5 separate regions of the Mus musculus genome follow, and regions 2, 3, 4 and 5 are each linked to region 1. The links are chromatin contacts, called in public promoter capture Hi-C maps. All regions are on one chromosome and are shown on one strand. The core of a region is the stretch at or near the end of the contact, and the rest is flanking DNA. Distances in the headings are between cores, read along the strand shown.

Evidence for each region. Promoter capture Hi-C pulls out the DNA fragments that hold promoters and counts their contacts.
Region 2: a promoter capture Hi-C map of pre-B cells shows a contact between it and region 1. The contact joins the promoter of 9530051G07Rik here to the promoter of Prdx4 in region 1. A contact is called at or near these places in 2 of 39 promoter capture datasets (cranial neural crest and pre-B cells).
Region 3: a promoter capture Hi-C map of the HPC-7 cell line shows a contact between it and region 1. The contact joins the promoter of Mbtps2 here to the promoter of Prdx4 in region 1. A contact is called at or near these places in 13 of 39 promoter capture datasets (the 3T3-L1 cell line, 3T3-L1-derived adipocytes, the C10 cell line and 9 more) and 3 of 115 datasets of contacts at active chromatin or transcription factors (astrocytes, large pre-B cells and stem cell-derived neural progenitor cells).
Region 4: a contact with region 1 is called in a promoter capture Hi-C map of pre-B cells. The contact joins the promoter of Sms here to the promoter of Prdx4 in region 1. A contact is called at or near these places in 10 of 39 promoter capture datasets (the C10 cell line, the HPC-7 cell line, cranial neural crest and 6 more), 4 of 115 datasets of contacts at active chromatin or transcription factors (the 230-238 cell line, astrocytes, cardiomyocytes and 1 more) and 1 of 9 other capture datasets (liver).
Region 5: a contact with region 1 is called in a promoter capture Hi-C map of pre-B cells, with 9 times the contacts expected there. The contact joins the enhancer-like site here to the promoter of Prdx4 in region 1. A contact is called at or near these places in 12 of 39 promoter capture datasets (the 3T3-L1 cell line, 3T3-L1-derived adipocytes, the C10 cell line and 8 more) and 4 of 115 datasets of contacts at active chromatin or transcription factors (astrocytes, embryonic forebrain, embryonic stem cells and 1 more).

Annotation. Positions count from the first base shown.
Region 1 is chrX:155,337,159-155,339,739 of GRCm38.p6, reverse strand. Prdx4 (peroxiredoxin 4) reads left to right here and starts at 1,280. Exons shown (of 7, transcript NM_016764.5): 1 at 1,280-1,627. The coding sequence starts at 1,378.
Region 2 is chrX:153,036,323-153,038,903 of GRCm38.p6, reverse strand. It overlaps 9530051G07Rik (RIKEN cDNA 9530051G07 gene), which reads right to left and starts at 1,275. Exons shown (of 4, transcript NR_040272.1): 1 at 1,210-1,275; 2 at 120-465. Mageh1 (melanoma antigen, family H, 1) reads left to right here and starts at 1,341. Exons shown (of 1, transcript NM_023788.3): 1 at 1,341-2,581. The coding sequence starts at 1,566. The coding sequence ends at 2,222.
Region 3 is chrX:157,597,420-157,600,000 of GRCm38.p6, reverse strand. Mbtps2 (membrane-bound transcription factor peptidase, site 2) reads left to right here and starts at 1,286. Exons shown (of 11, transcript NM_172307.3): 1 at 1,286-1,505. The coding sequence starts at 1,431.
Region 4 is chrX:157,490,980-157,493,560 of GRCm38.p6, reverse strand. Sms (spermine synthase) reads left to right here and starts at 1,274. Exons shown (of 11, transcript NM_009214.4): 1 at 1,274-1,656. The coding sequence starts at 1,608.
Region 5 is chrX:157,456,123-157,458,703 of GRCm38.p6, reverse strand. All of the region lies in intron 7 of Sms (spermine synthase), which reads left to right. Among named protein-coding and RNA genes, the nearest start is that of Gm24281, 27 kb to the right of the region's middle. Within about 2 kb of position 1,288, at least 5 of the 459 cell types and tissues checked have an H3K27ac peak or open chromatin away from gene starts, as enhancers often do. A contact at or near this core is called in pre-B cells, where this site is marked.

The DNA of each region.
Region 1 (2,581 bases), core at 31-2,530:
TAACTTCTGTTCCAGGGGATCTTTCAATGTCCTCCCCTGGCTTTTATGAATAGCAGGCACACAAGCAGTGAACAGACATATAGACAAAAAAAATTTAAATAGTAATTTTTCAAAACAGGATGAACAGGGTGTAAATCAGTTATGGTTTGGAGTTCATGAAGGCAGCACTAGGGCTGAGGGAGCAGACAGGTGACGTCACAATTCAGTCTGACAAGCTAAAGTGGGACTGAGCCCCTAGGCGCTGGGGCAATAACTCAAGGGCGGCTGGGCATGCCCTAGTGTATCATAGGTAGGAGAGGCAAGGCAGCAGAGGAAGAGGGCTCGATGGGTAATGGGTAGTTATGCTGTGCTATGAGGGGTGACTACGAACTTTACAGCTCTTGACTGGAAAAGCAAATCTTTGAAGCAAAATTAATTCCCCCAAACTTCTTTTTGCCTGTTGGAGGAAAATAAATGGTTAGCTATTTGCTCTCAAGTTTTTCTGGGACTGAAAAGAGCTGAAAAGATGAGTCCTGGCACTGTACAGGCAAATCACTCCGGAGGTTCAGGGGACACATACATGTCTGTTAAGTTCAGCAATTTTGTAGTGTCCATGGCCTAACCCACCCACCCCCTGCCCCCAGCCTCCTAAACCTAGAGTAATCAACAGGCCAAATATAGTCAACCAGTATATTTCAAAATAACTGTTTTGGGTGTTTCCCCATAAAAAGGTAAATGAGTTGGTGACTACATTCCATGTTATATTCATTCAGATGGTGCCCTGTAAGTGCATACAAGTATGATCTGTCAAAAACAAAAACAAAATGAGATGCATGAAAGTGACCTTAATTAGAAGTATAAATTGTGGTGGCACACGCCTTTAATCCCCAGCACTCAGGGAGGCAGGGATAAGTAGATCTCTGCTTGGTCTACAGAGCAAGTTCCAGGGCAGCCAGGGCTACACAGAGAAACCCTGTCTCAAAATAACCACGAAAAGTCTACATTTTAAGTCCTTCACAGGCACATAGGTTAGTGTGAACTTGTGAGGGGATGATGTGAGGGGTAGGGAAGCTCTGTTACAGAGATGGACTTGGAAGTACACCTTCAAGGACAGGGACAGTCAGTGCTCTGGAGATCAGTCACTAGGCACCCGTGCAAACTTCTTTTGTTAAATTGGGAAAACACTTCAGCTTGGCTCTCCTTTTGACGCAGGCGCAGAAGCCCACTGGGGGGGGCGGAGCTTGCGCCCACGTGGCGGAGGGGCGGAGTGGGGCGGAGCAAGTCTCGCGAGGCCGCGCCCTTGGTCGCGCGGTCTCCAGCGCGCCGTTTTAGCTGGCTGCCTGGCGGCAGGGGACTCTGTGCTTTAGCAGAGGGACGTGTTTTCGCGCTTGCTTGGTCATGGAGGCGCGGTCCAAGCTGCTGGACGGGACCACGGCGTCCCGTCGCTGGACCCGAAAGCTGGTGTTGCTCCTGCCGCCGCTGCTGCTGTTCCTGTTGCGGACCGAATCTCTGCAAGGCTTGGAGAGTGATGAACGGTTCCGGACCCGCGAAAATGAGTGCCACTTCTACGCTGGTGGACAAGTGTACCCCGGGGAGGCGTCCCGGGTTTCAGTCGCGGATCACTCCCTGCATCTAAGCAAAGCCAAGAGTAGGTGGTGCCTTGCGAGTTTGGGTGGAGGAGGTAGAACTCGAGGAATCTTAGACCCTAATTGTGGATGCTACAAAAGGGTGGGGCTGGAGTTGGGCCGCACCCCCCCCCCAAGGCTGCCTGGGAGTTCTCGGTCCACCCCATGCCTTTGTGGGTGTGAGGTTGGAGGTGGGTTCCTGGTGTGAAGAAAGAAATGGGTTTCTCTGAACAGATTTCGGGAGAGGTAGCGGTTACCCCCAAAGCCGCAGATGGGGGTGTTTCTAGACCCGGGCTTACAGTCGTGGAGGATGTTGTGCAAACTAAAATACTTCCTTACATATTCGAAAGTGCCTGCAGCCGTCCTATCTCTTTTTTCCAGGGAAGAAAGTACATTGATAAGTTGAATAATGATTCACAGAAAGTTTGGTTAAACAGAAAAGTGGTTAAACAAAATGGTCAGGAGGTCAAACTTTTTTTCTCTTAGCTTATAAAGATTGTTATTGAGAGTCATCTCCCCAAACTTTGTAGAGTTAATAGATGTTTATTTAAAAAAAAAAAAACAAGTCTTATGGAGTATTTTGGAGGGAAACTGGGGAAGAGGCGGAAGAGGCACAGTTGGGTTGGTGGTAAATCTTGTGTACTGCCAATTGGGCTTTTCATTATTTGTCTTTCTGTCTAGTGTTTGAAGCTAGTGGCCACTCTCAGAAAAAGACACGTCAGACTAAGAAGATAGTGAGAAAATTGAGGCCTGCTGCATCTGGATATTAAGATTGCCAAAAAAGTGATCAGGGGACACAGACACAGACCATATATTATTTGCTTTTCCCTAACCCACTTTTCCTAGGGATTATTTGGCATTCTGTGAGTGTGTGTTTGAGTTTTGGTGGTTGTGGCACATTCTGTGCTAGTATTCAGTGAAACAATAGTTATACTTAACATTTTGGGGTCAATTTTTTGGACATGGGGACTGGACAG
Region 2 (2,581 bases), core at 26-2,525, 2.3 Mb after region 1:
CACACACACACACACACACACACACACTCACACCAAACCATTTTTTCAAAAACGGAACACATGTAAAATCTTTCCACCACATATTCCCTCAAGGCGCATTTCTTAAATGCCACTCTCACCTGCTGCTGCTGCTTGCAACGCACTTAGAGGCAAATCTGTGCTTACTAGGCAGTAAAGGCTTTTCGTTGAATTCGCACAACTCTGAAGCCAGTGCTTGAGTTACATCCACTTTCAAGGGGGAAAGCCAGGCTCAGAGAGGTGAAGGATCTGAGCAAGTTCACGCTTCAAATGACACAAGAAAAGCAGCATGCCTGGCTATGGGGCCTCCCTTGGGGGAGTAGGAACTGACTCATTACTCTTTGGGGCAGGCCGAAATGAACTTGAGCGAGCGAGGAAGCTGCCTGGGAGAAGCAGGTGGTACTTAGAGAGTGGAGGATGGAGGGGAGGCATTTCAGGCAGAGGAACCTGAGCAGAGAGAAGGAGTGGACAAAGTTCAGAGTGTGCACCGAGGGGAGCGAGTCGAGGCAGGTAAGCTGGCTGGCCGGCCTAGAAATCCAGGATCCAACCGCACCATACCATCTCTCTGCTCCCCATTCCCACCCATTGTCTGAAGCCTGCCTGTGGTCTCCCTTCAAATGCCTTTCTGTCTCTCAGTCCCCATGGCAACAGCTCACTTTCATCCAGCTGCTTCTTATTCTAATTGCTTCCTCTGTGGCCTGCCAGGAAGTACTCTGGCCTCCGTGAGGCTGCGCAAATCTAAGCCTGATCTTCTCACTGCCCCCGCTTAATTGACCAGGCGAACACGTAGCAGGGTACAGGCTCTGCGTCTCCTGCGCACTGCTGCCTCCCCTCACCCACCGCTTTGGTCATTAAGTCTATTCTTCGGGTCCCTGATGGGCCCACGAATTAATTAGCCACACATAAACGCCTTCTGAAAACCCAGGCGGGAGAGTGAATATGCTGTGTAAGCCAAGGCAGCCAAGGAGGGCTGGGGTCAGCTGACCTCTTGCAAGCCTGTGCCCCGCCGCACCCCTCCCCCACCCCACCCCACCCCTCTCAGCCCGCCTTTGGTGAGACTGGAAGGGCCCACTGCTTGCCAAAAGCTATGAACCAATAGGATAATGTGTGCACCTGCCTAAAGAAGACCGACATTCTCTTGCGCGCAGGACAAATCCCTGCAACCCCCCGCCCCCTAGCTGTCTTAACTACCATTGTGGGACTCAAAATGCAGCCCGCTCCTTTTCCTTTCGGCTAGCGGAAGTTCCTGTGCGGGAGAGTCCCACTTCCTCTTGGGTGTTTGGCGTGTGCGTGGCAGGAGGGGCGGGGCCAATGCTGCTCTGGTTTCTTGCGCGCTTGGCGCTACAGGGAGTGCGGGCGGCGACTCCTTGCGCAAGTCAGCTTGCCTGGGAAAGGGCTTTGTGGCTGAAAGCGACTGGTTCCTTGCCACAAAGGCTCCGCTGGCGTTTGCGGTTCAGCGGCCGTCCCTGAGTAAGATAGCCACTTTTCTCCGACGCTGCCAATAGCCTTCTCCAAGTGCTGCAGGCTTTCATCGCTTTGCAGGAGCCATGCCTCGGGGACGGAAGAGTCGGCGCCGCCGGAACGCAAAGGCAGCTGAAGAGAATCGCAACAATCGCAAGAGCCAGGCCTCAGAGGCTTCAGAGACCCCGATGGCGGCTTCTGTAGCCCCGAGCACACCCGAAGAATACCTGAGCGGCCCGGAGGAAGACACAAGCACCCTGGAGAAGGCCTCCAGTACCCCTTCAGAAGCTTCGAGCACTGCCCTAGTGCAAAAGCCGGTTACCCGGAGCAATTTTCAGGGCACCAAGAAAAGTCTCCTAATGTCCATATTAGCCCTCATCTTCATCATGGGCAACAGCGCAAAGGAGGCCCTGGTGTGGAAAGTGCTGGGGAAGTTAGGGATGCAGCCTGGGAGGCAGCACAGCATCTTTGGAGATCCGAAGAAGGTCGTTACAGAAGAGTTTGTGCGCAGAGGGTATCTGATTTATAAGCCAGTGCCCCGCAGCAGTCCAGTGGAGTATGAGTTCTTCTGGGGCCCTCGAGCACACGTGGAATCTAGCAAGCTGAAAGTCATGCATTTTGTGGCAAGAGTTCGGAACCGATGCTCCAAAGACTGGCCATGTAACTATGACTGGGATTCAGATGATGATGCAGAGGTTGAGGCTATTCTCAATTCGGGTGCTAGGGGTTATTCTGCTCCATAGAGAGATCCTAGGCAAACCCTTAGGAGTGGAAAAGAGAATCCAAAGTATCTGCTCCATGGAGTAGATAGGCAGGGTCCTGAATTCAAAAGGTTGTGGAGGGTGGGGAGGGCACTGTATTTGGTATTTGTGACCAGTGCTAATTGTTAAACTGCAAAGTAGTGTTTGCTATAGATATTGTTATCTTGTATTCATTTTATAACACTGTTGACTAAGAATCACAATATGTTTAAATATATACTTGAGGAAAAGTTTATGTTATTTTTTTCTGTCGTTGGCATTTGATATTAACAGCTGTGCTAACCTTATTAAATGAAGTCTTTGTGTCATGTTGTGTGATGGATAGAAAGTACCACTGAGAG
Region 3 (2,581 bases), core at 37-2,536, 2.3 Mb before region 1:
GGCTGTTTCTCTCATCATGTTGTCCCCCTGGGACTGACTCAGGTAGTCAGGTTAGGCAGCAAGTGCCTTTACGTGTTGAGCCATTTTTCCAGGTCTAGAACTCCAATATGTAGCAATAGCCCAAACCTCAAGTCTTTTTTTTTTTTTTTTTTTTTTTTTTCCGAGACAGGGTTTCTCGGTATAGATCTGGCTGTCCTGGAACTCACTTTGTAGACCAGGCTGGCCTCGAACTCAGAAATCTGCCTGCCACTGCCTCCCGAGTGCTGGAATTAAAGGCGTGCGCCACTACGCCCGGCTCCTCAAGTCTTAGATGAAAGTTTTTGTTTTTTTTTTTTAATCAACAGCCAGGTATTTTTGATGCACAACTCTTAAGTGCAGGTTAACTCTGAGAGTTCAAGGCCAGCCTACTCTGTATAGTGAATGCCAGGCTTGGATTGCATAGTGAGACCCTGTCTTAAAATAAAGACCAGTTATATAGACAAATCTTACAAAACAAAATGTCGCGCGAAATAATCCAGATTTTAACAGTGTGGTTCTATTTACGCAGAATTCAACATTAAAAATAAATAAATTAATTAATAAATCAGAACGGGGCAGGGGACAGAAATACGTAGGAAGGGAAACTAGAAAGAAATTCTCTGGATAGAAATGCTACGTATGGGGCTGGTGAGATGGCTCAGCGATTAAGAGCACCAATTACTCTTCTGAAGGTCCTGAGTTCAAATCCCAGCAACTGCATGGTGGCTCACAACCATCTGTAATGAGATCTGACTCCCTCCTCCAGAGTGTCTGAAGACAGCTGTAGTGTTCTCACATATAATAAATAAATAAATCTTTAAAAAAAATAGAAAGAAAAGAAATGCTACGTATTTCGATTAAGATATAGACAGATATTTAGTTTTCAAAACACCGAAATGAACAAATGAGGCCTCCATTACGATATTGCCGTGCATAAAGACGTTAGAACGAGACGTGATTAATTTAAATGTGGGTATGTACTTCTGACAATCCCAAACTCCGGCTATATGAAAAGCACAACAAACCGGAGATGGAAATCAGTGAGAAGGAAGGGCAGAGCGCAGAGAGGGTCAAGCCTCATGAGTCACAAGCACGCTGCCGGACGGACGACCCGAGCTTCGAGCATTCCGGAGCCCGAGCGTCCCAGGAAAAGAAGCCCGCGCGCTTTTTCCGGCATATGCACCAAAAAAAAAAAAAAAACAAAACAAAACAAAAAAAAAAAAAAAAAAAAAAAAACGGCTGAGTGTCCTCACCGGAAGGGTCCGGAGGGAAATGTTGCCACCGGAGCAAAGAACCCGGTAGCACTTTAGTTCCTGCGCGGATGCTGGAGCTGGAAGGCTCCGGGCGGGCGCACGGCTGACTGGGGCTCGCAGAAGCAGGCCGCCGGGGCCCGCCGTCCATCCGTCGCTACGATGATTCCGGTGTCGCTGCTGGTGGTGGTGGTGGGTGGTTGGACTGCCGTCTACCTGGCCGACTTGGTGTTGAAGGTGAGGGCCTCAGGCCTCAGGCCCCAGCCGGCGGAGTCCAGGGCTGGTGCGCATGGTCCTGTGTCGCCCAAGGCCTTTTCTCTTCCCCTTCGGAGTCTCCGCGCCGGGCCGGGAGCCGCTCCGAGCGCCCGCCGCGTCTGCGTGCGCTCTCCCGCGTGGCGCATCCGTCCGACCGAGTAAAGAAAGTAGGGCAGGCAGGCTGCGGGAGGGGAGGGGTGTGGCGGCCACCGCATTGCGGGCGCCGCCGGGTCCCTGCGGCTTTTGGGCTCCTTCCCGGGAGGAGTCTGGCGGGCTTGGGAGGCACGGCTCGAAGGAGGAAAAGAAACGAAAACTTCCGCTTAAGAAAATGCTTTGTGGTTCTTCTTTGTGCTAAGGTTAGGACCCGTGAGACGCTGCTAGTGTTGTGATAAACCGAAATCAGATTGTGACTTAAATCACTGGCGTCAAACTCGAAAGTACACAGGAGCATCGGTGGTTCTAGTTTAAATTTAGATTCTGATTTCGTCAGATCTGGGAGGAAAGCTAAGATTGTGTATTTCCAGCCAGTTTCTCTGGCCCACGGACGGACAGTGCTGACCCACAGGCGGTGCTTTAAAGTAGCAAGAATTTACATAGCCACATTTTCTGTTATTCAAATTCTATTTACACCCTACACTCCCTTTTTCACAGTGACCACACACACTCTGAGCACACAGTGCTTTTTTTTTTTTTGAGTGTTGTGGGTGCTGGAATCGTAAGAAGAAATTTCAAGAGTTTGTCTGAGCACGTGTTTCAGACATCCTTGGAATGGAGTGGGGGTGGGGAATACGAGCTTAGAAATTCCCAAGGGTTTGGAAATCACAATCATAAATAGTAAAACCTTCATGTTTGTGTTCTTTTAAACAAAATAACCTCGTGACACTTCGTCTTAGGAAACAATAAAATCAAATGGCACCTGTGCTTCTTTGTCATATTTAAACGTTGGTATGCCAGGCTATGAAGAGCGAGCTTAAGAGAGCTAGGCTCTGCCACTTTCTAACCTCTGTGACCTTAGGCAGATCGTTACTTGTGCCTCCATTTCTTGTCTTTAAATTGGG
Region 4 (2,581 bases), core at 25-2,524, 2.2 Mb before region 1:
AGTATCTCAAGGTTCTTCATTTTGCCCTTTGCAAGGTGAAGTACAAATTCTAGGGCGGATATGCTTCAGCTGGGAGCCCATGGTGGTCTGCAATGTTCTCCACAATCTACTGAGCAAGACCAGCTACATACTTATCAGCAAAACCTCAGATGCCTTCTGCTCTGAAATTTTCAAGAAATTCAAGAGGTTGACAGCAGATAGTGAAGCTAAGGGAAGGCAGGTGGCTTACCCCAATGCTGGCAGGGCATGAAGCACATGTCCTACGCGGGAAGCTTCACTACCCTTAAACACACAGGAGGACAGCTATGTTCTAGTGACTTGACTCCAGAAGAAAGGAAGAAAGAGGAGCTTGGGGCTGATACATTGGGGCTGATGGAGCGGAACACAAATTAGCTTACAAAACTGAGGACCTGGTCTCCAGAGAAGGAAATAAAAACAGATGGCTATGGATAGGAACAAAGTAGGAGCCCACTGAAAAGAGATGCAGTTGTTGAAGGACAAATATGACGTCAGTGTTAGGTTCTTGCAGGACAGGGAAGGACTACGCAAAACTAACCAACCAACCAACCAACCAACCAACAAACCAAACCAAACCAAACGACCATTCGAAATGGCCTAAGGGAAAGCTAAACTTAATGTTTTTGTGTTGTTGAGGAGGCACAGAGTTCACTAATCTGAAGTTTAACAACCATTACAGAAATTCCTGGTATCAGGAGAGGCACAGCAATCCATACAATGATGGAGTCAATTTGCCCTGGGATTTTGCTCGTGCAATAAAGGATCCCTTTATTCCCCAGGCACTTCAGTTCTCTTTTGTCCCATCTTGTTGAATGCTACTAACGGTCAAAAAAGAGGCCAAGGCTGTAGGTCCATTGACAAAAAATAGAGGTACCGAGGAGGGGGAAGTCCTGTGGAAGAGGCTCTCACATCTGCAACTTCTCAGTTAGGCTTTAGTCCTTGATTCTTTTCCAAATTTGCATGAAAATGTATGCTACTTGAATGCCCAGGAGCCTTCTATTCTGTTCTTAAATACTACCCCTTACCAATAGAAACATTGTTAATAATCCCAGCGGGGTTCACGTGCATTTAAAGAAAAAGTCAGGCTTGTACTTTAAGACTACAGGGGTGGTAGCATTTTATTTTCTTCAAATGGTCAGGAAGTAACTGGGGCTTTTGCTTGGGGAGGAGGGGTAGGCATATGGGGAAGTGTATAGGGAGGCCCCCCGGAAGTCGCGCTGAGCCGTTTAAAGCTGGGTGACCTCCTAACGGATGGCGAATGGCGGGAGAGCATGGCCAGAGCTTTAGCGCAGGGCGCGGCCATTGGTGACGCATGCCAGGGAGCCCGGCGCCCGCGATTCCACCATTAGCGAGGCCTCACACCCAGCGCTTCAAGTTCGGGGCTGGAGGCGTCCCTGCTTCCTCCTCTAAGAGGCGGGTCGGCCCCGCCCCCGCGCCCCGGGTCGCTTGCCCGCGGCCCCTCCCACCTCCTAACTCCTGGCCTCCCCCGGCGCAGCGCACTCCCCGCCGGCCCGCAGCCTGACACGCCGCGCGGTCCCTCAGTCTCCTGCGGTCGCCTCCCCAGGCATGGCACAGGGCCTCGCCACACTATGGCAGCAGCAAGACACAGCACGCTCGACTTCAAGCTCGGCGCCAAAGGTGAGGGCGCCGCTCGCCACCTGCACGGGCGCCGCAGCGGCGGCGGCGGCGGCGGCGGCGGCGGCGGCAGCGGCAGCGGTAGCGGTAGCGGCGGCGGGGCGACAGTTCCCTCCGCGCCTGCGGGGCTCGAGGCCACAGGACCAGGCTCCTCCGGGGCGCGCGCGGCAGGCTGAACAATGCGGACGGCCGCGCGGCGCCTGCGTCTGCCGGGCTGCTGCGCGGAGCACGCTGCGGGCCCTCGTGCACCGGCGGAGGCCGCGCCGCGCCCCCGCGGTCCCCCGCCGCGTTTGGTCCTCGGCTGAGCTGGAGGCTGGCGCACTGCGGGGCCTGGGAGAACCGCGTCCGTGTGTGCCAGCCGCACCGCCCGCCCGCCCTTCCGGGCCTGGAGCGTCGGTCCACGCGGGCTCGCCGCCCTCCACGCCCCGTTGTTGGGGGGGAATCCCTTTCAGCCCGTGGGGCGCGGCGGATCCCCGGGGGAGGCGGGTACCGGAGCGCCTTAGCTCGTTCGAGGCACGGCGGGCGAGGCAGGCCTGAGCGAGGGGTGTGTGCGGCGCGGGACCGCTGCCCACGCCACCTTTTCCTGTTCTGGCAGGCTGCTGAATTTCCCTCTTGGGTGTGTGTGTCGGGGGGTTCCCCTTAAGGGCAGCGAGGGTTGAAGGAGGACCAGGGCCACTCAGCGCTTGCAAGGTTTTTTTTAGTCATCTAAGGAGATGAAGGATCCTCTGAAAAGGGACCCGGCGGGCAGAGAAAGGAAACGATTATTATTATTATTGGGGGTGGGGAGGGATGAGATCTGGGCGCGGGAACTAGAGCCACCACCATCACCATCACCCCTAATCCTGGAGGCTCAGATATTTGAGCCTGGTCTCGGCAGAAATGGTTGGGAGAGTCTTTTTTGCGTGATGGAATTTTGAAGGGTAGGGAT
Region 5 (2,581 bases), core at 39-2,538, 2.1 Mb before region 1:
GTCTGGGAGAAGACAGATCCACCTGAGCACACATTTGGTTTATGTACACACATATAAAATTATCAAGTAAAAGATGCTAAACTTAGCAACTTATTATTTTAATCTATTATACTCAAATAGAATTTAGCTTAAAAAAATTAAAGGGGGGAATTTTAAGAAATTTGTTATTAGACTATTGAGATGATGTAGTGGGTAAAGGCAGTTGCCTCCAAGCCTCCTGATGACCTCAGTTTAATTAGTAAAACACATACACACACACACGCACACACACACACACACACACGCACGCATGCACTGTAATAAAGTAATGATAAAACAAGTTAGTTATATTTCATAATTTTTTTTTTCCGAGACAGGGTTTCTCTGTGTAGCCCTGACTGTCCTGGAAGTCACTCTGTAGACCAGGCTGGTCTTTAACTCAGAGATGTACCTGCCTCTGCCTCCCAAGTGCTGGGATTAAAGGTGTGAGCCACCACTGCCGGGCTCATAAATAACGCAAAGGAGAAACATAACTAATGATAGTAAAAGACAGAGTGTCAGAATGTTTATCACTCATTCTGAATAATAATTGCTATAGGAGCTAGGGAGACAGCTTAGTTGGTAACAGCTTGCTGTGTAAACATGAAAACCTGAGTTCAATACCAACGCTTACATAAAACTGCTGGGTGTGCGAGTATATAGTGGCATGTGATTATAATCTCCCTAGGCTACTCCATCCAGTCTTAATAGGAATGCTTCAGGCTACTGAGAGACCCTATAAAACCTCAGTTTGACCTCTGGTTGACGCCTGCATGCACATATATACTTGGGTACCCATAGCAAAAGACATTCTAATAGAGGTAATCTACCAAAATACAATAGAAAGTATCAGAGACTTAATTTTAACAGTAAATGCTAAAGTAAAAATTGGAGTAAGTCGAAAAAAGTCATTTTCATTGGAAGCAGGAACCAAATTATGAGTGTTGTGTATCTGAGATTATCATTAATTTTGAAGTCACTAATATAGTAAGATAGGAAGATGCAAGTCATAAAAATAATGAAATAATTATAGGGGATAAAAATGGTTAGAAAAGTCCAAGAAATTTGCCATGCTGATCTCTGTGATTTCTGAGAAATTGGCTCAGTGATTAAAGTTGTGAGTGATTTAGGAAAGATTAATTTTTCTCTCTGTTAAATGCAGAACAGTTTGAAAGGAAATTGGGAGACGTGTGACAGGAAATCGCACTCAAAGTAGTCCGCTAAGTACTTAGAAGTAAACTTAGCAAGAGGTATGATGAGGCCGATGTGCACGATGGGAAGATTTTCCTGAGACAGGAAATGTCGTTAGTCGGTGGAGAGGCGTGACAGCAGAACAGTTTCAGGGGCTTCTCATTTATCCTCCTTCTAAATGGCATCAGAACCCCAAGGGAGTGAGACCAACGAATGCTTTCAAAGTTGCTTTTATTAGAATGAATGTGTAAAAGTAGCCAAGAGAAATTCACACAGTAGTCATTGTGGAGAGAGACTTTTCCTTCTCATTGGTAATTTGCTCCAGGCCCTCTAATCAAATAGGAAGTCAGACACAGAGTGTAGACACATAAGATTTGTGTTTGGGAGCTTGAATTTATAGTATGTATTCCAACACACTCTTAACATATCCAATATGCATTTTATTTCACTTGGGGAAAGCTCTAGTAAGCAAAACTGGCTTAACTGGGCCATCCTCTTGCTTGAAAACGAAGTCAACTAACCCTACAAACCAACGAAAGGGAAAGTTCAGTAAACTCAAGCCCTAGGTACAAAAAACGAAGATAGAAAAGAAAAACACAGCCTTTTTAAATTGGGAACTGAGGGGAGTTAATATGATTATGCTTATAAAGGAATATTAAAGTCAAGGAGTAGAACATAGAGTAATTTACTGTACATGATCAGATGTACATGGTTTCAATTTTAGTAAAGGAAACAGATGTGTCAGGTGAACTTTTCTATGGTGTTGGTATCAAGTCCTGACCTTAGGTTTTCTTTTCTTTTCTTTTCTTTTCTTTTCTTTTCTTTTCTTTTCTTTTCTTTTCCTTCTTTTGTTTTTCTTTCTATTTATTTATTTATTTATTTATTTATTTATTTATTTATTTATTTATTTAATGTAAGTACACTGTAGCTGTCTTCAGATGAACCAGAAGAGGGCATCAGATCTCATTACGGGTGGTTGTGAGCCACCATGTGGTTGCTAGGATTTGAACTTCGGACCTTCGGAAGAGCAGTCGGGTGCTCTTACCCACTGAGCCATCTCACCAGCCCCCTGTTTTTGTTTTTCAAGACACAATCTCTCTGTATAGCCCTGGCTGTCCTGGAACTTACTCTGTAGACCAGGCTGGCCTCAAATTCAGAAATCCGCCTGCCTCTGCCTCCCAAGTGCTGGGATTAAACTCATGCACTATCACTGCACGGCCTGACCTTTTGTTTTTGAAACAGTTTTTGGTATTAACAGAGGTGAAGATCTCTGTTCATGGGCTGGTTCTATGGATTTAAAGCCCAGCTTGCATTTTCCCTTTATAAGTGCTTAATGACATACCCATTTCTGTTGACTCATGTGTCTGATCTT